6 separate regions of the Mus musculus genome follow, and all the other regions are linked to region 3. Evidence: chromatin contacts called from public ChIA-PET, Hi-C, HiChIP or PLAC-seq and promoter capture Hi-C data. All regions are on one chromosome and are shown on one strand. Each heading gives the region's core, a stretch centred on a gene start, on an enhancer-like site or on the middle of the called end of the contact. The rest is flanking DNA. Distances are from core to core; before and after follow the strand shown.

Evidence for each region. Hi-C and Micro-C count contacts between places; a contact is called where the count stands out from the background. ChIA-PET counts read pairs in DNA pulled down with a chosen protein or histone mark. HiChIP or PLAC-seq counts read pairs in DNA pulled down with a chosen protein or histone mark. Capture Hi-C pulls out chosen DNA fragments and counts their contacts.
Region 1: a Hi-C map of the G1E-ER4 cell line shows a contact between it and region 3, with 2.3 times the contacts expected there. The contact joins the enhancer-like site here to the promoter of Acbd6 in region 3. A contact is called at or near these places in 13 of 39 promoter capture datasets (the 3T3-L1 cell line, the C10 cell line, the HPC-7 cell line and 9 more), 2 of 484 Hi-C or Micro-C datasets (the G1E-ER4 cell line and bone marrow-derived macrophages), 12 of 115 datasets of contacts at active chromatin or transcription factors (the 230-238 cell line, bone marrow-derived macrophages, craniofacial prominence and 9 more) and 3 of 9 other capture datasets (adipose tissue, liver and pancreatic islet).
Region 2: a contact with region 3 is called in a promoter capture Hi-C map of adipose tissue, with 2.5 times the contacts expected there. The contact joins the promoter of Lhx4 here to the promoter of Acbd6 in region 3. A contact is called at or near these places in 12 of 39 promoter capture datasets (the 3T3-L1 cell line, the HPC-7 cell line, cranial neural crest and 8 more), 1 of 15 datasets of contacts at CTCF or cohesin (CD8 T cells), 13 of 484 Hi-C or Micro-C datasets (cerebellar granule neurons, cortical neurons, embryonic fibroblasts and 3 more), 16 of 115 datasets of contacts at active chromatin or transcription factors (embryonic forebrain, embryonic hindbrain, embryonic limb bud and 9 more) and 4 of 9 other capture datasets (adipose tissue, embryonic stem cells, liver and 1 more).
Region 4: an H3K4me3 HiChIP or PLAC-seq map of the SCID.adh cell line shows a contact between it and region 3, with 2.6 times the contacts expected there. The contact joins the enhancer-like site here to the promoter of Acbd6 in region 3. A contact is called at or near these places in 8 of 39 promoter capture datasets (3T3-L1-derived adipocytes, the C10 cell line, cranial neural crest and 5 more), 3 of 115 datasets of contacts at active chromatin or transcription factors (the NIH/3T3 cell line, the SCID.adh cell line and stem cell-derived neural progenitor cells) and 3 of 9 other capture datasets (adipose tissue, liver and macrophages).
Region 5: a contact with region 3 is called in an H3K4me3 HiChIP or PLAC-seq map of the SCID.adh cell line, with 17 read pairs. The contact joins the enhancer-like site here to the promoter of Acbd6 in region 3. A contact is called at or near these places in 17 of 39 promoter capture datasets (the 3T3-L1 cell line, 3T3-L1-derived adipocytes, the HPC-7 cell line and 13 more), 1 of 15 datasets of contacts at CTCF or cohesin (embryonic stem cells), 9 of 484 Hi-C or Micro-C datasets (B cells, CD4 T cells, CD8 T cells and 5 more), 12 of 115 datasets of contacts at active chromatin or transcription factors (the 230-238 cell line, the SCID.adh cell line, T-cell acute lymphoblastic leukemia and 9 more) and 4 of 9 other capture datasets (adipose tissue, embryonic stem cells, liver and 1 more).
Region 6: an RNA polymerase II ChIA-PET map of memory CD8 T cells shows a contact between it and region 3, with 5 read pairs. The contact joins the enhancer-like site here to the promoter of Acbd6 in region 3. A contact is called at or near these places in 2 of 39 promoter capture datasets (the 3T3-L1 cell line and the C10 cell line), 2 of 115 datasets of contacts at active chromatin or transcription factors (memory CD8 T cells and stem cell-derived neural progenitor cells) and 3 of 9 other capture datasets (adipose tissue, liver and macrophages).

The regions. Positions count from the first base shown.
Region 1 is chr1:155,319,933-155,323,987 of GRCm38.p6, reverse strand. All of the region lies in intron 7 of Xpr1 (xenotropic and polytropic retrovirus receptor 1), which reads left to right. Among named protein-coding and RNA genes, the nearest start is that of BC034090, 77 kb to the right of the region's middle. Within about 2 kb of position 1,632, at least 28 of the 459 cell types and tissues checked have an H3K27ac peak or open chromatin away from gene starts, as enhancers often do. A contact at or near this core is called in the G1E-ER4 cell line, the HPC-7 cell line and bone marrow-derived macrophages, where this site is marked.
Region 2 is chr1:155,739,548-155,743,605 of GRCm38.p6, reverse strand. It overlaps Lhx4 (LIM homeobox protein 4), which reads left to right and starts at 1,579. Exons shown (of 6, transcript NM_010712.2): 1 at 1,579-1,804. The coding sequence starts at 1,729.
Region 3 is chr1:155,555,324-155,559,402 of GRCm38.p6, reverse strand. Acbd6 (acyl-Coenzyme A binding domain containing 6) reads right to left here and starts at 1,283. Exons shown (of 8, transcript NM_028250.3): 1 at 544-1,283. The coding sequence starts at 765.
Region 4 is chr1:155,359,964-155,364,050 of GRCm38.p6, reverse strand. All of the region lies in intron 2 of Xpr1 (xenotropic and polytropic retrovirus receptor 1), which reads left to right. Among named protein-coding and RNA genes, the nearest start is that of Xpr1, 55 kb to the left of the region's middle. Within about 2 kb of position 2,355, at least 10 of the 459 cell types and tissues checked have an H3K27ac peak or open chromatin away from gene starts, as enhancers often do. A contact at or near this core is called in the SCID.adh cell line, where this site is marked.
Region 5 is chr1:155,779,954-155,784,351 of GRCm38.p6, reverse strand. Qsox1 (quiescin Q6 sulfhydryl oxidase 1) reads left to right here. Exons shown (of 12, transcript NM_001024945.1): 9 at 827-949; 10 at 1,680-1,827; 11 at 2,898-3,077. Among named protein-coding and RNA genes, the nearest start is that of Qsox1, 31 kb to the left of the region's middle. Within about 2 kb of position 2,296, at least 37 of the 459 cell types and tissues checked have an H3K27ac peak or open chromatin away from gene starts, as enhancers often do. A contact at or near this core is called in the 230-238 cell line, B cells, CD8 T cells and 5 more, where this site is marked.
Region 6 is chr1:155,382,179-155,386,242 of GRCm38.p6, reverse strand. It overlaps Xpr1 (xenotropic and polytropic retrovirus receptor 1), which reads left to right. Exons shown (of 15, transcript NM_011273.2): 2 at 1,581-1,632. Among named protein-coding and RNA genes, the nearest start is that of Xpr1, 33 kb to the left of the region's middle. Within about 2 kb of position 2,157, at least 22 of the 459 cell types and tissues checked have an H3K27ac peak or open chromatin away from gene starts, as enhancers often do. A contact at or near this core is called in memory CD8 T cells, where this site is marked.

The DNA.
Region 1 (4,055 bases), core at 383-2,882, 240 kb after region 3:
TGTCGCCTGACATCTTTGTGTATGACATGGTATATGCGCACATGCACACACTAAGTAAAAAGTGTAATTAATATAAGAACTTGTTTTCTTTGTTATAGATGAAGATAAATATATTACAAAGTTCATTCACTAACCCTTATTTATTCTGCTTATTATAGAGACTCCTCACATTTCCCCAGAATCTGCTTATACCTGCTCTGCATGCAGTCTTTAGAGGCTTAGCTATGTAGTTTTCAAGTCAGTGAAATCTAAATGTAGGATTGGGGTTGGAGCTTAGGTGATAATGCTTGCCTAGCATGTGTGAAGTCCTGTGTTCAGTCTCCAGTACTGCATAAAACCAGGTGTAGTAGCACAAACCTGTAATCCCAGCATTTAGGAAGGAGAGGTACAAAGATCAGGAGTTCAAGAATTTCCTCAGCTACATAGTATATGAGTGTGTTTGAGGCTAGCCTGGGATAAATGAGGTCCTATCTCAAAAAATAAAACAAACCCACACCCAAAGAAATTAAAAAGGAATTTCTATAAGAGCAACAATAGTCTCAGCTTTAAGAAATAATATAGTGCCAAGCAACAGGTAGTCTTACAAAGCCTGCCTAAGAATTTGAGCAGCCCTTCAGTAGCATTTCACCTTGCCACAACTGGAAAACCTTCAAATGTCCCACCTGTTTTTCCTATTAAATTTCTTTAGGATTTCTTTTCTAGTTTCTTTCCCAAGTCATAGAGTTCTTTGTGGCATTGAAATGTTGGATAGATGGACCGGGCATGGTGGCGCACGCCTTTAATCCCAGCACCTGGAAGGCAGAGGCAGGCGGATTTCTGAGTTCGAGGCCAGCCTGGTCTACAGAGTTCCAGGACAGCCAGGGCTATACAGAGAAACCCTGTCTCGAAAAACCAAAACCAAAAAAAAAGGAAGAAATGTTGGATAGTTCCAGTATATTCAGTTCTCATGTTTCTGCTTTCTATGTTAATTTTCTATCTAGGCAAATTATTCAAGCTTATGGCTACAAATACTATCTATATGCTAATGACTCGCAAGTATATATTCACTCTCCTCTGAAAAAGATCTAATTGACTGTTTGGCTATCTAATAGGCATTTCCCATTAAATAGACAAAATGACCCTTGATTTTGTTTTTTAAGTCCCCAGATAAAGCTCAAAAGTCCCTATTTACCACCGTGTTAGCTGAAATCATCAAAGCAAAAAAAAAAAAAAGAAAGACTTATTTTGGCTCATGGTTGTAAAGATTTTAGTCCTTGATCACTTGGCCCTGATACTTCAGGCCTGTGGCAAGGCAGAACTTCATGGTGATCACAGTATTAGAGAGCCAAGTTGCTCACTGAGCCTGACCTGTCTCTCCCTCCCAGCAAACTACAAGCTGGGGAACAGCACACATGACCTTTGGCTAACACTTAGACTCCAAACATCTTTCATGTTTCATATTTGATATTTCATATCAAGAAATCTTATTGCTGTGTCTTCATACTGTTTGAATTTTATCACTTATCACTCCATCCATCAGTACTGTCTTTGTCTGAAGAGTCATTTCTTGTTTACTGTATAACAGTATGCATTCACTGTAGCCCTCTTCTAACCACAAGTCTGTGGGCGGTGGTTTTCTTTCCCTGGTTCTCCTTTCCTCAGCCCCTCCCCCACCAGAGTAAACAAGGCCTTCAAGGATATTGCACTTGAGATGTTTGTTACTTCCTATCCTGTCTTTCTCCCCTGAGTTCACTCAGATGTATTTACTTTTCTTTGAACACATTTGTTGCCTAAGGAGCTCTTTCCCAGGGTGTCTATTTGTCTTATTCCTTCCCTTCATTTAGATCTCTATTCAATGCTGTCTTTTCAGTGAGACCCTATACCAAAATAGTCTCTTCTGTATTTTCTATCCCTTCAGCTTACATTAGCTTTCTTGAGATGCTTGTGATATGACAGTGCATCCCGTACTCATGTCTCTAATCCCCACTAGTGTATGAGCAATATTTGGACTTGATCCCAAACACCTCGATGCCTGGGCTTTTGTCTCTGTACTGGAACACTACATGGAGCATAATAGGAGTTTAACAAGTATTGAGGAAGTCTGAATGGATAGAAGAGAAAACCAGTTGAGATTAAATGATGTACAGAATTTTATTATTTCTTGCAAGCATTCTCCTCAGCATTGCCTGTTTTACATTATAAAGTTATAACCCTAGTTGCAAGGGCTTTTACACGAACTCTCCTATTGACAGTATGCTTTCATTGTATTATTAGTTCTCTGGATAGAGCGACGGCTCAGCCATTACTCACAACCAAAACTTTGAGAGTTCTCCTTCCTACCAGTTGCAAAAAAGTATTATGCATCCATAGCATACAAATTAATATTTGTGATTTATGATAATTTTGTAACCTGTTTCTGTGTATATAGGGTAATTATAGTTTATTTGTATAAAATATATTAAAATTCTACAGTTCCAACATTCACCTAGATTGTCAAGCTAGCTGCCATGGGAAGAACATAAATCCTGCTTGAGGCTCAGTTACAGCTCCATCATTGGCTGTTAGTTGGTTGCATGGACAGCTGTTCTTTTCTAAAACAGTTTCCTCATCTACTCAATGAACTCAGTACCTTAAACTTACAGGATTCTTGAGAATTTATTTTTATTTGTTCATCCTTAAGTAGTTTTTTTTTAAGAGAATTATTTATTATGTATATGAGTACACTGTAGCTGTCTTCAGACACACTAGAAGAGGGCGTCAGATACCATTACAGATGGTTGTGAGCCATCATGTGGTTGCTGGGAATTGAACTCAGGACCTCTGGAAGAGCAGTCAGTGCTCTTAATTGCTGAGCCGTCTCTCCAGCTCCCTAAGTAGCTTTAAAATCTGGTGTGTGGGGGTGGGGGTGTGTGTGTGCGCGCGCGCATGCATGTATTTTGCATAAATGTAAATGTAAGTACAGTCACATGCCACTGCACAGGTAAAGGATAAGGACCACATCAGGCATCACTCCATCTTGTTTTGAAGCAGGATTTCTTTATTGTTTACCTCTGCTGTGCCAGACAAGCTGGCCTACAAGCTTCCAAGATTCTCCTATCTCCGCCTGCCATCTTGTTGCTGGAGCATAGGGATTATAGATCTGTTGTTATAAAATTATGTGGCTCCCTTGCACTCAAACTCAGAGCCTCTCACTTGCACCATAAACTCTTTGCTCACTGTGCCATCTCCCAGTCAACCCACAAGTCACTTTTATGTGTCTCATGACTGCCCTTGGTACCCATGAGTCTTCAGACAAAAAATAAAAAATAAAAGAAGTGTGGGGTGCGGGGGAGTGAGTTGTGTAGCTCAGTAACTGAATGCTTGCCTGTCATAAATGGACTCCTGAGTTCAGTCCCCAGTACTGAAAAACCAGGAGAAATCAATCCTTAAGAGCTTAAGTAAGACAAGGGAAGAAGCAGATGGCTTTCTTTTCATGTGAATTAAATGGAAAGGGGTTTTGTTTGTGTTTTATTCTTTAGCTGAGTTCTTAGTAAGCATAGACTATAATATTGTGACGGTTTGACTTCTCAATGCATGCAATTTATACACCTAGCATTGAGCATTCAGTTCTAGCCTCACAGCCCTTTATTTGTTTGATTTCCGTGCGTATTGGTGAGGGGGAGGGTAAACAGATAAAAAAGCCAGCTGTCTATCTTTATTTATCTCCCCTCGGGTACTGAGGAGATAGCAGTGTGGAGAGGCAGAGGGACACACAGCAGTAGTAATGCATGTACAAGCACGGCTCTTTTCTTTGCGCATTCACATAAAAAATTATGTGTATAATTGCTGTGGTCTCTCAAGGGGACATGGCCTAGTGTTCAATAATTTGCCAGAAAAATCTCCTATCTCAGAGTTTTAGTTTCATGAAAATGATATTTTTCCTGTATGGATTTTTGTTTTTTAGTTTTTTTTCTATTAACCTTTGCTCAATTTGAAATAATCAAAATATGCCAGATTTCACTTTCTACTTAACATTTGCAGCAGATATAAGGGTGTAAAATAAGCACTTGTAAATTAATGGCAAGACTGTTGATTGT
Region 2 (4,058 bases), core at 330-2,829, 180 kb before region 3:
CATAGAAATTGCTGTGACCTCATTGGACACAGATCCTAAGTAGCACACACAGCCACCCCTCTTACTGTCCATCCTCCTCCATCACCAACCCTAAAACACCAGGAGTAAAAACAAAAACAAAACTTCTCAGCGCAGGGTCCCATTTGGTTGTAAAGACCCATCTGACTTGAAGTCGGCAATTAAATTAGGAATGGTAGTGTCCGAGGTGGCTGTGGCTGGGCCCAGGGCTGACCCGGTAGGTTTCTAGAGCCGGTGGTCAGGAGGCGTCGAGTGTTTGAAAAAGTGCTAGCGACTTCGTCCCAGCATTGATCTTTGCTTTATTGCCTCCAGGAATGAGAATGGGAAGAATGAGTTTTCTACGCGCGCGTTTGTGTCTGTGTGTGAGTCTCTGTGTGTGTGTTAAACACAACAGCAATGCACGCCCTTTGCTGGTCAGCCCCGGGGGCCCGGTGCACGCCTCCGCCCAGTACACACGCGGCCAGGGATCGTTCAAAGTGCCCGCAGTGGCAGCCGGTTCGGCCGAGCAGTCTCCAGGAGCCAGAGAGGGCGGATCTGGGTGGACGCCGGCTGGAGACCCAGTTGGGAGGGCGGGCGGCTGGGAGGCGTGGGACTAGGACTGGACCTCGGGTGGTGAGAGTGCCGACTGTGGCGGAAGGCCGAGGCGAGTGTGGGCGCGCACGAAGACCCGCGCCCGGCCACCTTCGTGCGCGGCCCAGGCCGCCTGCCTCCATCCGGCTCCGTGGCGGCCCACTGCGTGACTCGCGCGTTCCCGGCCGAGTACGAGCTGTCCCTGGCCCTGCCTCAGCCAGACGCGGGGGAGAGAGAGTAGGGTCTGGTTAGTACCGGCCGGAAAGGAACTGGCCAGGAAAAAAAAAAAAAAAACAAGTGGAGGATGGATGGAATCATCCAGTTACAGAACACGCTCCGTGGGCTGGAGAAGCTCTGAACTCGGAGCGCCAACCCAGGGTCCGCTGGGTCCTGGCCCACCGCGCCCCCTCCTTGATCCTAGAGGACCGATGCTGGGGGCGAGCGGGGAATCCCCAAAGCTGGCAGAAACCAGCTCTGCGTGGTCCCTGCGCTCCGGGACCACCTGCTGCCGCGGCCCAGCCCGCCGCAGTATTTATACCGGGGCGCGAGCCCGCACGGCAGGGTGGGGGAGGGGCTGCAGGCCCCGCCCCCTATCAGGCGGCCCCGCCCTCCCGCACCTCCGACCAGATTCGGGGCTACCGAACCCCCCCTACTTCTCGCCCCCTACTCTGGCTAGCCGGGGGTCTGCAGCGGGCTGCCCGGTTGGCAGCACTAGCTGGAGGGCGGGCTTCCCTGCGGAAAGCGACGTCACGGCCGCTCCTGCAGTGTGAATGAATCAAAATGCCTGGGTGACCGCGGCCTCCAGGGCAGCCGGCACGCGAAGGGTGGAGGGGGAGGGGGAGAGGAGGGCGGGGAAGGGAAGGGGGGGAGCCAGAGCTGCAGCAACAGTGTCTCCTCAACCCGGGATGTGCACCAGCCCGGGAGAGCGAGATCAAAGGGATTTGAAACAGCCTGAGGACTGGCGGGGGAGGGGGCCAGCCAGCTTGTGGAGTCCTCCCGGAGACGCGGAGGGCTCGGTTTCCTCTGTGACTTCAGCGGCCTGGTTGGTTTTATTATTATTATTTTCAAATTTCCGAATCCAGCCAGAGGGAGAGAGCGAGAGATCTCGGTAGACTGCGACTTGCTGCCTCTGGCTCCAAGATGATGCAGAGCGCGGCTGTCCCCGCGGAGGGGGCTGTCAAGGGGCTCCCGGAGATGCTCGGTGTGCCGATGCAACGTAAGACACCCTCCTTTCTCGCTAATTTAATTTGATAACAAGACAGCTAACAGCCTCAGCGGGTGCGGGGAGGCCGGACGCGCCGTTCAAGGCACTGACCGGGAGGGGTCGGGGTGCAGAGGCGGTCACAGAGCTGGGGTACTACCAGTCAGTGTTTGAAGGGCTTGACTCTTGGCAATTTGGGATCGAATTCGAAAGATTCCGGGATACTGTTCGTGGAGGGCCCAAGGGTATAGAAAGTAGCATCTTTGGGCCGTCGCTTTTATGAGAACCCTAGGGAGGATGCTGTTTGGGGACAACAGAGGTTTCCAGCTACAGGCCAGGCCCGAGGGCAAAAGTGGTCCCCCAATTGATTACCTTTCGCGGCAATGGCCAAAGCTCGCAGAACCGCTGGTACAACTTTACCCCAGCTGGCGGGAAGTTGGAGAGCGCGTCCCGGGTCGCAGGGCTGTACAGAAGCCCCCTGTCACACTCTTGGTTTCGGCAGTTCGAGCACTTGATTGAGTCCCCAGTCACTGCTGCCCGGGGCACCCGCCGCCTGTGTTGCCGCCAGCAGACTGCTCCGGGTGAGCGAATGCACTCGCCACATTCCAGCTAGCCGAGGAATGCAGCGGCGAGAAGCTCTGGAACGAAGTTGTGCGTGCAGCCTTTGCTTAGGCGAGGGTAGGCAATCTTAGTGGCGCGGGGCTGGAAGAGGGAGAGAGACTCAGACGTGTGGGCACTTTGCTAGCTCTCTCAATTTCTTCCAGAGCCTGCAATTAGTTACGGCAGGTCTCTCACCCCAGGTTTCTGGTTTGTACGGATGTGCACACACGGCAGAGATTTTCCGGGTGGGAATCTGTCTGTGTTTCCGACTCCTGAACAGATAGAAGCAATCTGTGCAGAGACCCGAACAGGTTCTCAGGCTTAGCGCGCGCTTGCGGGCTCCTGGTTAAGTCTGGGTTTACAAACGGCTGCACTGGGCTAGGTGCCCCTGGGTACCCTAGAGAGATGAAGGGTTCCCTCGATGGGCTTGCCAAGAGACTACACTTCCGCTTACGACTGCTTTAGTGATGCGGTAGGAGTTTATTGTAAGTAAGAGCAGGCTCACCCAGGGATGGAGACTACCTACGATCCCCGGCGCAGCAGCGCGCCCTCCTGCGCCCTGCCTCTCCATCGCAGGGGTTCTGTAACACAAATCTCAGGGCGGGCTGTCCAGCCAATGTCTTGAGATTTATTGTAAAGTTTTTGAGAGAAAAATGGAAGAGATAGCTTCATTTGAGCCTGTTTTAGATTGTTCCTCCGCTGTAGCCTACAGTTCTTGTGTCGCCTGTTGGCGAACAGTTGCAAAGTTCGCTGCGCCTTGGAGAATTGACTGTCAGCGTATTCTGTAAGCAGTGTTGGTAATTGCTTCCAACAGCTTGTTGATTCTCATCTCCTAAACAAACAGAAAAGCAAACCCTTTCTAAGGTACCCACGTTCTTAAACTACTTGTAGCTATGCTGCACTCATAAGGGCGGTCTGTGAATGGATAAAGGATGTGGGGGTCTGACTCAATCCTCCTTAAGTACCTGTATTCTAATGACTTCCTCCACAGATGTCCTGTCCGGATTCTGGACTCTCCTCTGACGGTACTTTTTTTTTTTTTTTGTCATATACAAAATTCACATTGTCTTGATTTTTGTGTCTTTTGCTCAGGGATACTGAATGTCAGGAACTCGCTTTGCTAAAAAGACATGGAAATCATTTTAGCTTCATACATGTCTCCAAAGGCTGAGTCTGGACCCATACTGCAGAAAACTTAAGGAGGCGAAGAAAACTCTGGGCAGAGAGGGAGAAAAGGAGTGAGGGAGGGTTTGAGGGAGGGAGGGAAAGAGAGAGCCCACTTACTCGAGTGGTTCCCAAGGGCAAAGCCAACCAAGAAAGGGCATCAGCCTTTCCTTTTGTCTTTCTTGGGTTCTGTGGAAGAAAGAGGAGGTAGGTTGGAGGAGGCACCAGTCAAGACCGAAGGGTCCAATCCTGGAAGAGTTCACGAGTCTTTCTCCTTCCCCTCACAAGCATATCTACCCACCAGCTTTACCCTGTGACTGGGGGACAAGTTTGGAATGGTTCCTTCTCTCAATTTACATTAATCTCCTCTTTCCTGATGGTAGGGAGGGCTTAATTATCTAAGAACCATGCAGGAAGAGTATGGGGTCCACACTTGGGCATGGAGGAGAAATAGGGGTAACCCTAAGGCTGTGATCTCTCTCAGCCCCTAGAAAAGATATAGCAC
Region 3 (4,079 bases), core at 34-2,533:
ATTTGGAAATGAAAGTGATTCAGGAAGCTGAGTGGAGAGTTAGTTCATCACCAGACCTCCATGTTACCTGCATGGAGCCCTTAATTTTAAAAATGTGGAGGGACTATATCTAGCAGGACCAAATTCAGCCAAAAACATAACAACTATATTTAGAGTTCCTAAGAATCATAATAGTAATATTGTTAGCATCTTATACACAGTAATGTTCTCTTAAATTTCAAACTTATTATTAACATTACCATGTTTCCTATCACATGTCCTTCTGGCAACAGCGAATGCCAAATTTTATTTTATCATCCTCATTTTGTAAAGGTTCAGAGGCAAGGCCACTGAAACATTGTCATTCAGTGCCCGGCTACATAAATATTCGTTGGATATCAGAGAGATTATTCCATGTCCAGAATGATGCTATTCTCCAGGGTAAAAAACAAAAACAACAAACACACACATACAAACTTCATTACGCTCGACCATTAGCCACGCAATCTGCTACTAAGTTTTTGGAGGAAACAGCCCACGTCCTCTCATCCACCCATCTTTTACCTGCTTGAACCTGGCATACAGGTACAGGAGCTGCTCCCGGCTGGCTACCTGAACCAGGCCTTGGACGTGTGCGGCAGCCTTCTCAAACAGCTCGGCCAAACTCCGGGTCCCCTCGGCCTCGGGGGTCTGGAAGGATTCCATATCACCAGAGTCGTCCCCGGAGCTCAGTTCCCCACCGCTGTCGCCTGTGGTGGCCCCCGAGGGTAGGAACGGTGTGGCCATGTTCACTAGCTCGCTGTGGCCGGTCCTCCCCGGTGTGGCGCGGGTTCCCGGGCCTGATCCACCGGTCCGGGTGCGGAGCTCGAGCGGGAGTGGGAACGCAGTGAGCTGTCTGGCGGTCTCAGGTGATTCTGCCACTCCGCCTACCCGGGCGCACAGGACCGCCCCGTCCTCCCCCGGTTTCCCCTCGGGCTTCGCCCGGGTCGCTCCAACGGTGCGGGGTCTGGAGGCCGCTCGGCTGGAAGATGAGGGGAAGCCGGCGGCGCGGCGCGTGCGGCTGGGACGGGAGCTGGGAGGTGAAGCGGGGCGCGAGCTCGGCGGGTCGGACGCGCACCCGGGCACGCGCCGGTGGATACGGGGCCCCGCCTGCTCCGCTAGCGTGGGTTGCGGCGGCCGCGGTGCGGGATGGAGATACGGGCCTCGGTGACAGACAGGGGACGTCGCTCGTGGTTTTGGGGGGGACTTCGGAGTCACAAACTCCGGAACTCACCCGGATAGGGCCCCCAGGGGAAAGGGAAGGAGGCGGTCCATTAGTGTAGCTGCTAGAGTAGAGTCGCGGGAAACAGAGAGCTGAGGACAAAGGTTCCGCCGTTTCCTAACCACCCACTCTGACTTAAAATAGCGAGTCACCAACAGATGGAAACCTTCCTTCACTGCCCCACCGTGTGTCTAAATGGTTAGATGACTCTCTCCCATCAGTGTTTTGTTTTCCAAACTTGCTGCCCCCTCATTTCCCAGCGCTTTGAGAGAAGGCATCACCAGGCCCCCAAACCTGCATCATCTCATCTCAGTTGTGCCTCACCAGGCCCCCAAACCTGCATCGTCTCATCTCAGTTGTGCCTGTGCTTCTTGAAGTGAAACCCAGTTCTATAGCTCTGCCGGAAAGGAACAGATCTTTCCACGTCCAGCACACTGTCAAAAAGAAAAAGTGTATGCATACACAAAGTTCATTACGTCTACACGCAGACCGTGTACATTTGCTATCAGTTTTTACGAAAAGCACGTTTTGGTACTCTCTCCTGCAGGAATTTGAGAACCCCAATGTGGAATGTCGCTTGAAGAAACTGCTCTCAGTTTTTGGGGTGTCTCACATCAACTGTGTGTGTGTGTGTGTGTGTGTGTGTGTGTGTGTGTGTGTGTGTGTGTGTGTGTGTGTTGTTACTAGTAGTACTAGTAGTGGTGCTAGTAGTAGTAGTAGCTTTCACCAACCCAAAAGCTAAGAATGTCGTCAACTATCTTCTTGGGCCTGTAGGAAAGTTTTCCCCGTCTCAGTGTTACTGCTTCTCTGTGTACCCGCCAATGTATTTTTAGTTTGCTTTGATTTATGACTTTCTTTGTTCTGTAAAACTATGAAACTGTTTCCACATTGGAACTTGGAATTTGGGGTAACCTAAATTTGTAGTCACTCGAAGTGACTCCAGAATAAACTATTATTTATCTTTAAGATGAGTGTGGTGATTTGAGTAAGAGTGGCCCCAATAGGCTCATATACTCGAACGCGTGGTTATCGGGAAGTGGTACTACTTGTGAAAGATTAGGAGATAGGGCCTTGTTGGAGGAAGTGTGTCAATGAGCTTTCAAAAGCTCAACCCAAACCCAGTGGCTCACTCTTCCTGCTCCCTGTAGATCTGAGATGTACACCTCTCAGCTGCCTCTCCAGCACCACGTCTGCCTTCGTGCTGCCATACTTCCACCATGATGAAAATGGACTAACCCGCTGAAACTGTAAGCCAGCCCCAATTAAATGCTTTCTTTAATAAGAGTTGTGGTCATGATGTCTCTTCACAGCAATAGAAACCCTAACTAAGATAATGAGGGATGTGATTTTGGTATCAGCAGTGGCTAGTATGTTCTAAATATGGTAGAGACACACACTCATGTGTAGTCATTTATCACTAGTAGCTTAAAACTAATAAAAACACTAATAAACATAAGGCTAATAACAAAGAACTACAAAGAATGGTTATTGATTGACCATTTAGGATTAAACTTTCAACAGAACTTTGAACAGGATAAGTGAACAATGAGAAACAGGAAGAAGTTAAATGGCTTGGGTCTGACTTTCACGAACATTCTTTGAGAATAGAGAATGTTTCCACTATTAGTCCCTCCACAAAAGGAAAAACAAGGACAAATGCACACCTTATAACATGCATAGTGGTTTGAATAAAACTGGCCCCCATAGGCCGGTAGAGAATGGCACTATTACGAGGTGTGGCCTTGTTGAAGTGGGTGTGGCCTTGGGTGGGTGTGGCCTTGTTGGAGGACATATGTCATGGGGTGGGGGAGTGGGAGAGTTGTGGGGTAAGGGGTGGGCTTTGAGGTTTCAGAAGTTCAAGCCAGGTCTAGAGACTCACTGTTCTCTTCCTGATGCCTGTGGACCCAGATGTAGAACTCTCAGCTACTTCTTCAGTACCATGTCTGCCTGCGTGCCACCATGCTTCCCACCATGATGATAATGAACTAACCTGTAAGCCAGCTCCAATGAAATATTTTCCTTTATAAGAGTTGCCATGATCATAGTGTGTCTTCACTAAGACAATGTGATAACTGGAAGAAATAGGTCAGCAGAGTAGATTAAAAGGATACACTTAGTTCTACCTTAAGATGGAGAGCAGACTTTATTGATCTGATGTTGGTGCCCCAAATCTGAGGAGACAGGAGACTGCCGTGCAGGGTCTGGGATCCAGCTTTTGGAATGGAGAATTGAGGGGTGGAGGAGTTCACCAGGGTGGGAGAGAAGCCAGATGGCCTGTTTTGAGGCCTTCTGGCTCTAGGGCAGGGACAGGGATTAATTGCTTTCTGGAATTCCATGGAGATTCCTGACAACTCACTCCTGCTTTCATAGCCCTGGTTTTGAGGAAGGAGGTTTCTTTAATGACAATGACTTGTTGAATCTCAGTCTCTCTCTCTCTCTCTCTCTCTCTCTCTCTCTCTCTCTCTCTCTCTCTCTCTCTCTCTCTCTCATCTCTCTTTAAAGATTTATTTGTTTTATGTATATGAATACACTGTAGCTGTCTTCAGACATACCAAAAGGGGGCATTGGATCCCCATTACAGATGGCTCCAGTCTGACTTGCTGAGTCTCTTAATGTTTGAGAATCTTTTTTTTTTTTTTTTTTTTCTGAGACAGGGTTTCTCTGTGGAGCCCCAGCTGTCCTGGAACTCACTTTGTAGACCAAGTTGACCTTAACTTAGAAATTCGCCTGCCTCCCAAGGGCTGGAATTAAGGTTGTGTGTCACTTCTGTCTGGCTTCAAGGGTCTTTTAAAAAATACTTTTAATTTTATTTAGTGAGTCTCAATGTTTTGCCTGCATC
Region 4 (4,087 bases), core at 1,106-3,605, 200 kb after region 3:
AAGGTAATTGTATATTATTCAATAAAAGAAATTGGCATGAAGCAACATTTATAAGTTGGTGATATAGAATCAGCAGATGTATGACCTAAAAATTCAGGTTTAACATTTTACTAAATCAATAATTTTCATCATGCATCTTTGGACCAACTAAAGTACTAACGTGCCTTGATCAATGGAAAGACTTGACTCAGAAACTCTGGGAATAGATCTGGGTCTTCTGTTGAGTTTGAAAACCCAAGACCTAGAATATTATTGCCAGGAAATGATTCTGTGTCATTCAAGAGTTAGGCATTTATAGAAAGTCTCAACAAGTTTATACCACCTATATTAGAATGTTTAAAAGAATTAACCATGCATGGCAGTGGTGGCACATACCTTTAACCCCAGCACTCCAGAGGCAGATCTCTGAGTTTGAGGCCAGCCTGCTCTACAGAGCTATTCATGACAGCCAAGGCCACACAAAGAAACCCTGTCTTGAAAAACTTAAAAAACAGAACAAACACAATAAACAAATTATCAGAGGGAGAAATGATAACATACTAGTTGTCATTTAGAATGAGAGGAGACCCCTTCATTGTGCTCCCATATTTGAGTAAACAGATAGTGTTATAGTTAAATTTATCATTTCATTTTTCTCCTTGTTATTATTTGTTGACTAATGGAGCGTCTGTGTTTGACAAGCTGAAGGTAGAGGGTAGACTCTGTTAGTTGATCTTGGTCAGTCTAGAATGTCGTTTGGGATGGTGTCAGAATAAGTCCTGAGGGAGATGAGGGAAGAGATATTCTTGTCTTGTCTTGAGCAAGCATTGGGACCATCATATTTGTCCCGGGTATGTAGGTCTTTATTTGAAATCGTTGTCCTAATGTGTTAAATGTATATTTAAAAAACATTGTGTTAGCATTTATGGAGAGTTCAACTAGAAACGTTTGTCTTTTATTTTACTTGGCATCTTGATTTTGTTTTGTTTTGTTTTGTTTTTTGAGACAGGGTTTCTCTGTATAGCCCTGGCTGTCCTGGAACTCACTCTGTAGACCAGGCTGGCCTCGAACTCAGAAATCCACCTGCCCCTGCCTCCCGAGTGCTGGCAGCATCTTGATTTTGAGGAAGGGTGAAATGAAACCCCAGAAGTAGATGAGTAAAGCTGTGCGTTTCTAGTTGGCCTGTGGTAAAATGGTCTGCTACAGATAGATGTAGGCTTGACACAGATGCAATTATATCACATTTGTTTTTAACTTGTAAACTCATTGTTTTCTTAGGCAAGAAAGCTAAATGCTTGACCATCAGAATACTGGTCCCAAAATAGGGTCCAGACTGTTTTTCAACATGATACATTTCCTGCTGAAATGTTTCCATTGGGGACTGGAAGGACTGGATTATTTATAGACTAGTGTGCTTTGGACAGGTGCTGTGTTTACATAGATCAGTAGAATTATCAAATGTCCCCGAGATCGGCCAGTGTCAGAACATTTCATTTTATTGTCACTTTTTATAATTAAAAGAGGAGAACAACTATGTGGATAGACCAGGGTATCATTGTGTGTGTGTGTGGGGGGGGGGTTCCTTTTTTGGATTAAGTTTTGTTTTTTGTTTTTGTTTTGTCTTGAGACGGAGTCTCACTGTGTCGCCTAGATCTCAGAGGTCTGCCAGCGTGTGCTGGCATTAAAGGTGTGCACCACCATGTCTGGCCTTGCCATGAAGTCTTTAAAGACTGCTTTTGTGTCATTGAAAAGAAAATCTCAATCCTAAACATTCTCTTTCTCCTCGTAGTTTTGGCTTCGTGAGATAGAAGTATTTTTAAGGAGCTAACCTGTAAAAACAGAATATTTATCATGCATTATTGAGACTTTTGGTAAAATTCTTTTTTCTCCAACATATTTTTATTAATTTGGGGGGAATTTTATACAGTGTACCCCAGTCTCACTTGTTTCCCACCCTGGCCACCCTTGCACCCTTAGCGCCCCAAAATACACTAAGTTCAATTTGTGTTACTCATTGGACTATGATCAGACTTCCAGCAGCTAGCCCCTTAAAGATAATTGAGAACTTTCCTCCACTTCCCCCACCCTGCCAGAAACCCTCAGCTGTGAAGAAGCTACACTACAGCATCTTTATCACAGTTTTCTTTCCTTTTTTAAAGATTCATTTATTTATTAGATACCAGGTGTTCTGCCCACATGTATGACAGTGTACCAGAAGAGGGCACGAGATCTCATACAGATGCTTGTGAGCCACAATGAGGTTGCTGGGAATTGAACTCAGGACCTCTGGAAGAGCAGCCAGTGCTCTTAACCACCGAACCATTTCTCCAACCTCCTTTATCACACTTTTTAAAGACTCTCTAGCTTCCTGTCTGCCTGTCTAAACTGTTTCCTCTCCTCCCCCCTCTTTTTGGTGGTAGGAGGTTGTCATAGAAGCCTTCAGTGTCTCTCATTCTCAGGAATCTGTAGTCATCAAAATCTTAAATTAACTGTATTGTACTAAAACAAATACCGAGCTAGTTAATATATAAAAGGAACTTTAAACATAAAAAATTTAACCTTTGTACCAACTTTTTATATTTAAAATTATCTATTAATGATGCGATTTTAGAATTGATCCTTTAGTTACTACACAAGGACCACTTTGCCATAAAGGACATGAAATAGACCAAATAGAACTTTTCTAGTCTGTCTATCTTCCCTGGTAAGAGGCTGTTTCTGAAACTTTCATTTCCTTCCCTTCCCTTTGTTATTTTTTGAGAATTTAGAATCTGTTTCCCTTTAGTTAGGAGACTAGGTAACATACTATAAAATGTGTCTCCTTTTCTCTGTCCACCATGTCTTCATCTCTCTGGATGGATAGTCAGAGCCATCTGAAGTTGTAAATTCTCCATTATGTTTCTTTTTGTAACACATTTACTAGAAGAAACAGCTTGTATCTTGAGACATTGGCCCTTTTGTAGTCTTTTTAAAAATTAATTACTTTATTTATTTACATTCCCAATAAATAAATTTCCTCCTTCCTGGTCTCCTAGAGTTCTTTACTGCATTCCCCTCCCTGTTGCCTTTGAGAGGGTGCTCCCTCCCAGCATCCCCCTTCCCTGGAGCATCAAGTCTCTACAGTATTAGGCATATCCTCTCCCACTGAAGCTAGACAAGACAGTCAGTCCTCTGCTACATATGTGCTGGGCGGGGTGGGGGTGGGGTAAGGGGGGAGAGCTCGGACCAGCCCGTGTTTGCTCTTTGGTTGGTGGCTCAGTCTCTGGGAGCTCCCAGGGATCCAAGTTAGTTGACACTGTTGGTCTTCCTTTAGGGTTGCCTTACCCTTCAGCTCCTTCAATCCTTCCCCTAACTCTTCCATAGAGGTCCAGTGGTTGGCTGTGTCTGCATCTGTCTCAGTCAGCTGTTGGTAGCGCCTCTCAGAGGACAGCCATGCCAGGCTCCTGTCTGCAAGCACAACATAGAATAGTGTCAAGGCTTAGTGCCTGTACACAGAGATAGAACCCAAGTTGGGCCAGTCACTGGGCAGCCTTTCCTTCAGTCCCTGCTCCATTTTTGTCCCTGCTGTTCTTTTAGACAGGAACAATTCTGGGTCAAAAATTTTGAAGGTAGGTTGGTGACCCTATCTCTCCACTGGGGGGCCTGTCTATCTACTGGAGGTGGTCTCTTTAGGTTCCACCAATCCACTGCACTGTTAGGCATTTTGGCTAAGACCACCTGCATTGAGTCCTGTGAGCCTCTCACATTCCAGGTCTCTGGAACTTTTCTAGAGGTTTCTTCCCACCCCCACCATAAAAGCTCTATATTTTCATTCATTCTCCTGGCCTTCTGGGCTTCTCCTGTGTTCCCACCACCACCACCACCACCTGATCCTGTCTCCCCTTTCCCCTCCCCCTTCCACCGAAGTCCGTCCCTCCCTCTGCCTCCTATGATTATTTTGTTCTCTCGTCTAAGTGGGATTGAAGCATCCTCTTCTTGGGCCTTCCTTCTTGGTAAACTTAAGATCTGTGACTCTTTTGTAGTATTGCATTACATGATTGACAATCTCTTTGTGCATATTTTCTGTGATCATTAGTGCTTATCAGTCCTTTTATTAAAAAAATTATTT
Region 5 (4,398 bases), core at 1,047-3,546, 220 kb before region 3:
GCCCATGAGCTAAAAAATGAAAGGTCTTTTGCCAGCCTAGCCTATTACCAATGAAGGTTTCTCCTCAGTTTGGTTCTTGTCTTTTCAAAAGAAAGAGCTGAGCCAAGAAACACAGACAGCTAAAAACAGTTTACTTATCAAAAGCAAAAAGGAGAGTGCACTCCAAGCGGGAATGGGCATTCCAAAGGGAGGTGGGTAGAGTCCCACTGGGCCCTGTGTTAGGGATTTAAAGACTTTTTATGGTGCCTCCCTCTGGTGACACCACTGACACCCTCTTCCCTAGAGCATGATCTTTCTTCCATCTTATGGCTTGAGACGTCCCTGCAGTTTTTCCTTCCTGGCTTAGCAGGATGTTTGTCGTGGGGAGGGGGTCCTGGTGTCTGTTTCCGAAGAACCCAACCACTGCTCCCAGGAGGCTGGGTGATAAAGGGATTCTGGGCATCAGAGAGCAGCTGCCAAGATACAGCTGCAGTTTTCCTCAATTACCTGACGCGTAGCCCCTTGCCTACTCCACATAAGTCCGGCTGGGCCATCAGTTGCTGCGTCAGAAGACTGCCTGAAGAGATTTGTGCCCAGTGTTCAAGGCAGTCCTGGGGAGTGGTGTGGTGCTTGGAACTTTCTCTGAGTGGTTTCATGTGGTTAGGTCAGCGTTGTAGCCTGAGCCTTGATAGGAGAGACCCACAGGGCCTAGGCTACATAGAGTTTCTTCTCCTCTGTCCAGAATAGAGTATATGAATTCACATTTGTGTCTGATGGTTTTTGTTACAACGTAAAACTCTATAGAATTGTTTCTTACTCTCCAATCGCCACTTGCTCCTCCCTACAGTACTTCCCTGGGCAGCCTTTGGTCCAGAACTTCTTGCATTCCATAAACGACTGGCTTCAGAAGCAGCAGAAGAAGAGGATCCCCTACAGTTTCTTCAAAGCTGCTCTGGACAGCAGGAAGGAGGTGAGTCCAGCAGGCAAGTGAAGGCCCTATCAATGCCTCGACATGTCTGGGACTGGGAGGACTTAATGCCTCAACACTTGGTGACGTTATCCAGAGGTTTGCATTAAGTGATTCCATTTATCACTAATAAGCTGCTTCGTTGGGTCCTATGGAATATCTCATCGAATCCTCATACATCAGAATTTTCACTTAGCAGATGAAGAAAGCAAGTTTAGGAGATTACATAACGGTTCTAGCCTAAGACCCTGTAAGGACCTGTCAGTGAACAGAGCTAACACCTCTGAGGGATGAGGCAGTGGAGACTTATTTTTGAGATAGGGCCTTACTCTGTATATAAGGCTACTGACCTTGAAACTCAGCAATCCTCCTGCATCAGCTCCCCAAATGTGAAGATGATAGGCATGAGCCACCACATTTATCTAAGACACCAGAGTTCTTAACTCTTGCCTGCTTCCCCAGCATGGCCCCCAGCAGAGCACCTGTTCTTTCTGCTGTCTGCAGAAACAAGCCATACCCAGTGGACATACAGACCCATGTGAGTTTATAAGGAGTCAAGGTTCCAGGGACCTCGATAGAACTTGGTCTATGCCATGAGTTCTCAGATCTGCTAATCTTCTGGCCAAGAAGATGGCTGTGGTGCTGTGGGCTCCTGGAAGCTTCTCTTGTCATCCCCGTTTCCACCCCTTCTCTTGTCTGCTTGTGCACTCATGCTCATGTGTGTCCCTTCTAGGATGCTGTCCTTACTGAGAAGGTGAACTGGGTCGGCTGCCAGGGCAGTGAGCCACACTTCCGGGGGTTTCCCTGCTCACTGTGGGTCCTCTTCCACTTCCTGACGGTGCAGGCAAACCGATATAGTGAGGCCCACCCACAGGAACCAGGTGAGTCCAGGGCCTGCTCACTGCACTCTGCCTCAAATCTGTCTGTCTGTCACATCTGTCTGTCCCCCATGGGAGTCAGCTAGACTGATCCTGTATTAGTGGGAGGCAGAAAGAAAAGGAAGTGTTTGCAGGAATACAGTTCTGGAGATGCTGAGAAGAGGGAGGCAGAGCTGACAGAGCCATGATGTGGGGCAGTTAGACCTGGAGTGGGGGTGGGGGAGATGGAGCAGGAGGGGGCACAGTGGTACAGACACTGATGTTGCAAAGCAGAGACAGACACACACACACACAGACACACAGAGAGAGATGGGAGAGAGAGAGGGGGGGGGAGGGAGAGAGAGGGAGAGGGAGAGAGAGAGAGAGAGAGAGAGCACTCCTACGAGGTCCTGGGGGATAGAGGGAGGTTACTTTCTACAGCGTTGGAGCTCTGCAGAGGAAGGAATGTGTAGAAGCAACAGGAAGTGAGCCCCAAGGTATCTGAGGTACAGGAAGAGAAAAAAAACATAGAAAGTGTGGGTGGGTGACCTTCAGGAGAGTCTGGTTTCAGTTCAAGAAAAAGTGTGGGAGTCGACAGAGACCCTTGCTAGTACCAGCCTATATGGGGGAGTCAGAGTGAGAATAAGGAGGGACATAGAGGCAGACTAGAAGCTATTTAGACCAGAGGAGGATAGACTTCTAAGAGGGTCCCAGAGAGGTGAGGCTCGCCAGAGAGCAAGTTGAGTGGGAGCTGAAGCAGGCAGGTGGAGGAGGAGGATGGAGGCTGGGATGAGTGACCTGCTTCTGTCACCTGTCTAGTCATGCCACAGAGCCTGAACGTCCCACTGAAGAGGAGAGGGGGAACTGAAGTTTAGGAGTTTGGGAGGAAATGGGACCATCTCTGTGGTGACCCCCGAAAGGGTAGAAGTAGGCAAGGGAGTATTAGGCCTGTGTCATAGGCTGGAACGTGAGGCACTTTGCTGGGGACCACAGCAGAGTTGAGGAGGGTGGGGCAGCCTGTGGGGAACCCTGATGGAGACAGCAGAGGCTGGCAGTGTGAAGAGCCTTTCTGTGGTGTCTCCTTTTCCCTGCAGCTGATGGCCAGGAGGTCCTCCAAGCCATGAGGAGCTATGTTCAGTTCTTCTTTGGCTGTCGTGACTGTGCGGACCATTTTGAGCAGATGGCTGCAGCGTCCATGCACCAAGTGAGAAGTCCCAGTAATGCGATTCTTTGGCTCTGGACTAGCCACAACAGGGTTAACGCTCGCCTCTCAGGTAAGGAGGGCTTACTTCCAAGGCTGGAGGTGGCAATGGGGGCCATACTGGCTGTCATTTTCAGTGGCACTCTATGCTTCTTACACATATCTGCCAGTCCAGTCTCATTGGCCCCATGTGCAGAGGAAGCAGATGGGGACACTGAATGACCCTGGTGCTCAGTGCTAGTGTTCCTTCCCCTGCTGGTCCCAGGACCCCTCTCTCCTGCTCCTCCGCTCTGCGGTCCCTCTATATGCCTCTTATCAGACTAACAGGGAAAAGAGCATGGGTTTTCCATACCCAGAGAAAGTTCTTACCAGAGTGGGCTGGGGAGTGGGGAGCCTCCCCAATGTAAGTAGTTACTTACATTGTTTGCCTTTCCGTGCAAGTGGGAGCATGGTAGTTCCTACACAGAGCCTGGGAGGGAGCCTTCTCTAGACTGGATGCTACACATCTGGGGAGTAGTGTATACCTCCCAGGCAGCCCTCCTAGGGTAGGAGTTGGGTGGAGCCGCTGGTACTGTAAGCCAGCACTTGGTTCCCTGTCCTGGAGTCTCCTAGTGGCTTTTAAAAAGAAGACATATAGGCTGGAGAGATCGCTCAGCAGTTAAGAGCACTGACTGCTCTTCCGAAGGTCCTGAGTTTAAATCCCAGCAACCACACGGTGGCTCACAACCGTCTGTAATGGGATCGAATGCCCTCTTCTGGTGTGTCTGAAGACAGCTACAGTGTACTCATATGCATAAAATAAATAAATATTTAAAAAAAAAGACATATGCCTACCTTCTCTGCCAGCCTCTTCCCCTGTCCTTACCTCACCTCTGCCACCAAATGCCGCAGTGGCCAGGTCACCCTGTAGGCCAGAACTGTGCCAGTTTGTCCAGGGCTTGTTTGGGTTTGTAGTGGTGCTTGGAATGGAACCTTGGGCCTAGCTCAAGCTAGGTAGACACTCTACTACTGAGCTATTTCCCCAAATTTTCCTCTGCCTTCTTTTGAGACAGAGGCATCCAGACTGGTCCTGAACATTCAATCCTTCTACCGCATCCTGAGAGGCAGGGATTACAGACCTGCACCACTGAGCCTGGCTACCTGCTCCTTTTGTTTTTGGGTTTTTAATCTTGGTTTATTTTTGCTTTTGTTTTCTTTCTCTGTATCTCTCACCTCCCATCCTTTTAAAGGCTTGGTGAGCCTTTTTTTGCAGATGAAAAAGCTGGTGTTGTGAACAAAAGAAACCTGAGCTCCAGGCAGAGTGGATGCTATAGCTCACTGAGTGTACTCCAGGCAGAGTGGATGCTATAGCTAACTGAGTGTACTCCAGGCAGAGTGGCTGTTACAACTGAGTG
Region 6 (4,064 bases), core at 908-3,407, 170 kb after region 3:
TGCATACACTAGCAAGATTATGCTGAAAGGACCCTGATATAGCTGTCTCTTGTCAGAGTATGCCTGGGCCTAGCAAACATAGAAGTGGATGCTCACAGTCGGCTATTGGATGGATCACATGGCCCCCAATGAAGGAGCTAGAGAAAGTACCCAAGAAGCTAAAGGGATCTGCAACCCTATAGATGGAACAACATTATGAACTAACCAGTACCCCGGAGCTCTTGACTCTAGCTGCATATGTATCAAAAGATGGCCTAGGCGGCCATCACTGGAAAGAGAGGCCCATTGGGACACGCAAACTTTATATGCCCCAGTACAGGGGAACGCCAGGGCCAAAAAAGGGGAGTGGGTGGGTAGGGGAGTGGGGGTGGGTGGCTATGGGGGACTTTTGGTATAGCATTGGAAATGTAAATGAGCTAAATACCTAATTAAAAAAAAAGATTTATTTATTTTATGTGAGTACTCTGTCTACATGAACACCAGAAGAGGGCATTAGATCTCATTACAGATGATTGTGGGGCACCATGTGGTTGCTAGGAATTGAACTCAGGATCTCTGGAAGAGCAGCTAGTACTCTGCTGAGCCATTGTGGTCTTTTGCTTTTTAAGACATTTTCTTTTCTTTTCTTGAGGGGAGGGAAGCGTGAGCCACAGTTTACTTATGGAAGTCAGGGACAGCTTGTGGAGTTGGTTCTCTCCTTCCACCATGTGGGTCCTGGGGTTTGAACTCAGGTCATCTGGCAGGTCATTTACCTGCAACTATCATCTCTCTGGCTTGAGAAATGCTTTTTCCTGTTCCCCACCAACATGTTGAGAAAGTACACTTTAACTACTCAAATTACCTAAATGTGGTAGTTAGCTAATCTACTCTGCAATTTGGGGGACAAAACTATAAAATCTTTGTTTTTTGTTTTTTGGTTTTTTTTTTTTTTTGGTCCTAAGTTTTCAGAGTTTCACTGATGAAGATGTATATCTAAAATAGAAGGATTTCTGAGCATAGGTATGGTGGCGCAAGCCTGGAGTCCCAGCATTCAGGAGGCACAGCCATTGTTGCTGTAACTTCTAGGCCAGCTCAGCCTAAAGAGTTTTTCTAGTTTTCACATTTACTATGTATGTAGGCCCAGTGTTTATCTTTAGGATAATTTTGTTATTACACTCTATTTATTTAGTGTGCATATGCAGGCATGTGGAGCTCAGAGAATAGATTTTGGGAGTTGGTTCTCTCTCTAGTATTTGAGTTCAGGGACTGAACTCAGGTCACTGGGCTTGGGAACACATGTCTGTCCACAGAGCCAGTCTCCCAGCCTCATCTTCAGGGTATTTTTCTTAGTCTAGAGGGATTTGATTTTTCAGGTGTGTCTTCATTTTCCCATGCCCTTTCATTTTAATATATAAGTGAGTAGCCATCCTATGGATTGTACAACACTGATGGATTATTAAAGTTACCCGAAGTCCTGAATACATTCTTAATTTGGGAAACTAAATGTAGTTACTGGATAATGAGAAAGAATTGTTCAGCCTATGCTTTCAGCATAACTTTAACTTGTGATTTCATGTATTATTTTTCTTTCTTTCTGACAGGCATTCAAGGATATGCTGTATTCAGCTCAGGACCAGGCACCTTCAGTTGAAGGTAAGTTGAGTTAACTCAGTCACAGAATAGGCTTATTTTTAAGGAAAAATATTTTAAACACCGGGCTATGAAATGAATACTGTAATTTGTTCTATTATATATGTGTTTTGGTTTTGGATTTATTTATTTATTTATTTATTTATTTATTTATTTATTTATTTAAGCTTTTGTTTGTCTGCTTCACATACAGCCTTGTGATGGATCTTATACTATATTCTTGAATCATCTGCTATTGTTTGGATATGAAGTGCCTCCCATAGACTCATATATAAAGGCTTGATCCTAGCTGGTGACACTAGTGTAGAAAGTTTTTGGTAGGCTGGGCCTTATTTGGAGCAAGCAAGTCACTGGGAATGTGTCCTGGATTGACAGGCCTTGTTCTAGACCTTTCTAGTCTGCCAACTAGTGTTCTGCCATGAGCTGAGCTGCTGTACTTCACCAGATGCGACCTGCCACGAGCCGTGCCCAGAAACAACAGAGCTAGCCAGTCACGGACTGAAGCCTCAGAGACTGGAGCACACTGACAAAACCAAAACCAAAACCAAACACCCAATGAACACGTCATCTTAGAACTGTCGATCACACTGCTTTAGTCCAGTGTTTTCTCTGATGCCCTTCTCCCTCAGTGTTTATGTCCATCCGTCTGTCCATCCATCCATCCAGTCTAAGCTTATAATAGTTAGGCCACACAACTTTTCTGTATATACAGTACATGAAGTTTAATAACAAAGTTTAAGAGAGGATCTTAGCTTCAACATTTTTCTTAAATTTATGTATTGCAGTGGTGGGGCATGCCACTGTATGCTTATACAGAGGTCACTGTGTGGGTTCCAGGGATTGAATTAAGGTTGTCAGACTTGGCAGTAAGTGTCTTCACTTGCTGAGCTTTTTCACCAGCCCCTAAGCTTTGGGGAAAATATTTGGTGAAATAGATAATATATAAAAAGTATTTATGTCTTCAATTTCTTTTTCTGTTCCACATAGGCCTTAAGTTTTATAGAGTTAAAAACTTTGGTGCCAGAGAGGAATATTTTTATCTTAAACTTGTGATTACCAGTTATGTCTCACATTCAGCAAACCTGGGTGTGGGGTGTGTGTGGTATAGATTGTGAGCCATATCCTAGTGATTCTCCTTCCTGAACACTAGTATTATAAGCATGTGTTACCACATCTGGTCATATAAAGAATGTTTTTTTAATAGTATCTAATGGACAATTATTTTTAAAATGCTTATTATGGGTATAAGTTATAACCGTACTATGTTATTTAGATATGTTAAATGTTTGTAGCTTATTGCTAAGATTAAAGAACATTTATAAAATTTCTGTTTATCTGTTCTCCAAATGCAACCTTTGAAGTCTGTGATCTGGCACTAGAGCAAGCTTTTAATAAGTATTATAAGGAGTTATATAACAGCAAGTACCACAAATATCGAAAAAAGTAAAAGCTGGAGAAATTGAGTAAATTATGGATTTTGGCTGATAATAGTGTGCCATTATTACTGACTGGTCGAGTGTTATATAAATCGACAGGGAATGTGTGGAGGTGTGTGGGACTGCTCTGTACACTCATTGTCACTTTTTGGTAAATTCAAAACTATTCTAAAGTGAAAATGTTATTTTAAAAGAAAATAGATACCATAAGGTTTTATACAGCTGCTAGAGGCTAAATGTAGATTCAGTGCTAAGGTTTTCTAGAGTTCCAAGGATAGGGCAGAAGAGAAAATAATTTCAAAGTGCACATGAGAGGGTCATGGAAATGGCTTTCGGAGTCAAGGAGCTCACTATGCAAACCAGATGATGTGAGTCTGGTTCCTGGAACCCCATTAGGGTGAAAGGAAAGAATGAATTCTATAGAGTTGTTCTCTGTCCTTCGCACATGTGCTGTGGCTTGTGCTGCTACACACACACACACACACACACACACACACACACACACACACGCACATACCCAATATTAATTTGTTTTAATTTTAAATGTGTATGAGACATATATATTAGTTCCTCAGGAAAGGTCAACTTGGAGCAAGAAATAAAAGAAAAAACTTCCTTTCACCTCTATGTTAGTTTTGTTTGTTTTGTTTGTTTTGTTTTGTTTTGTTTTTGCATTTGTTTACCCAGTCTAGTTAAAAATTTAAACGATGTTGAATTAACATAGAATGGTGGCTTTTCTTCACACTGTTTTGTAATGCATTCCTCTTGGTGGGAAACATACTTTTAGCCAACCTTAGCTAAATATGGCTAGTTCATTTACAAATATATGACTTGATGTAAGTCACTGTTTATGAGATAGACTATTCTGTTTTTCTACCCTTTTTTCTTTAATCTCACCACTTTCTCTCCAGTCTTATTCATGGATTTTGTTGGAACATTTCACTTTCGATTGGTTTGTTTTTGATTAGCAGATGTGTTACAGTTTCACTAAGCTCCTTA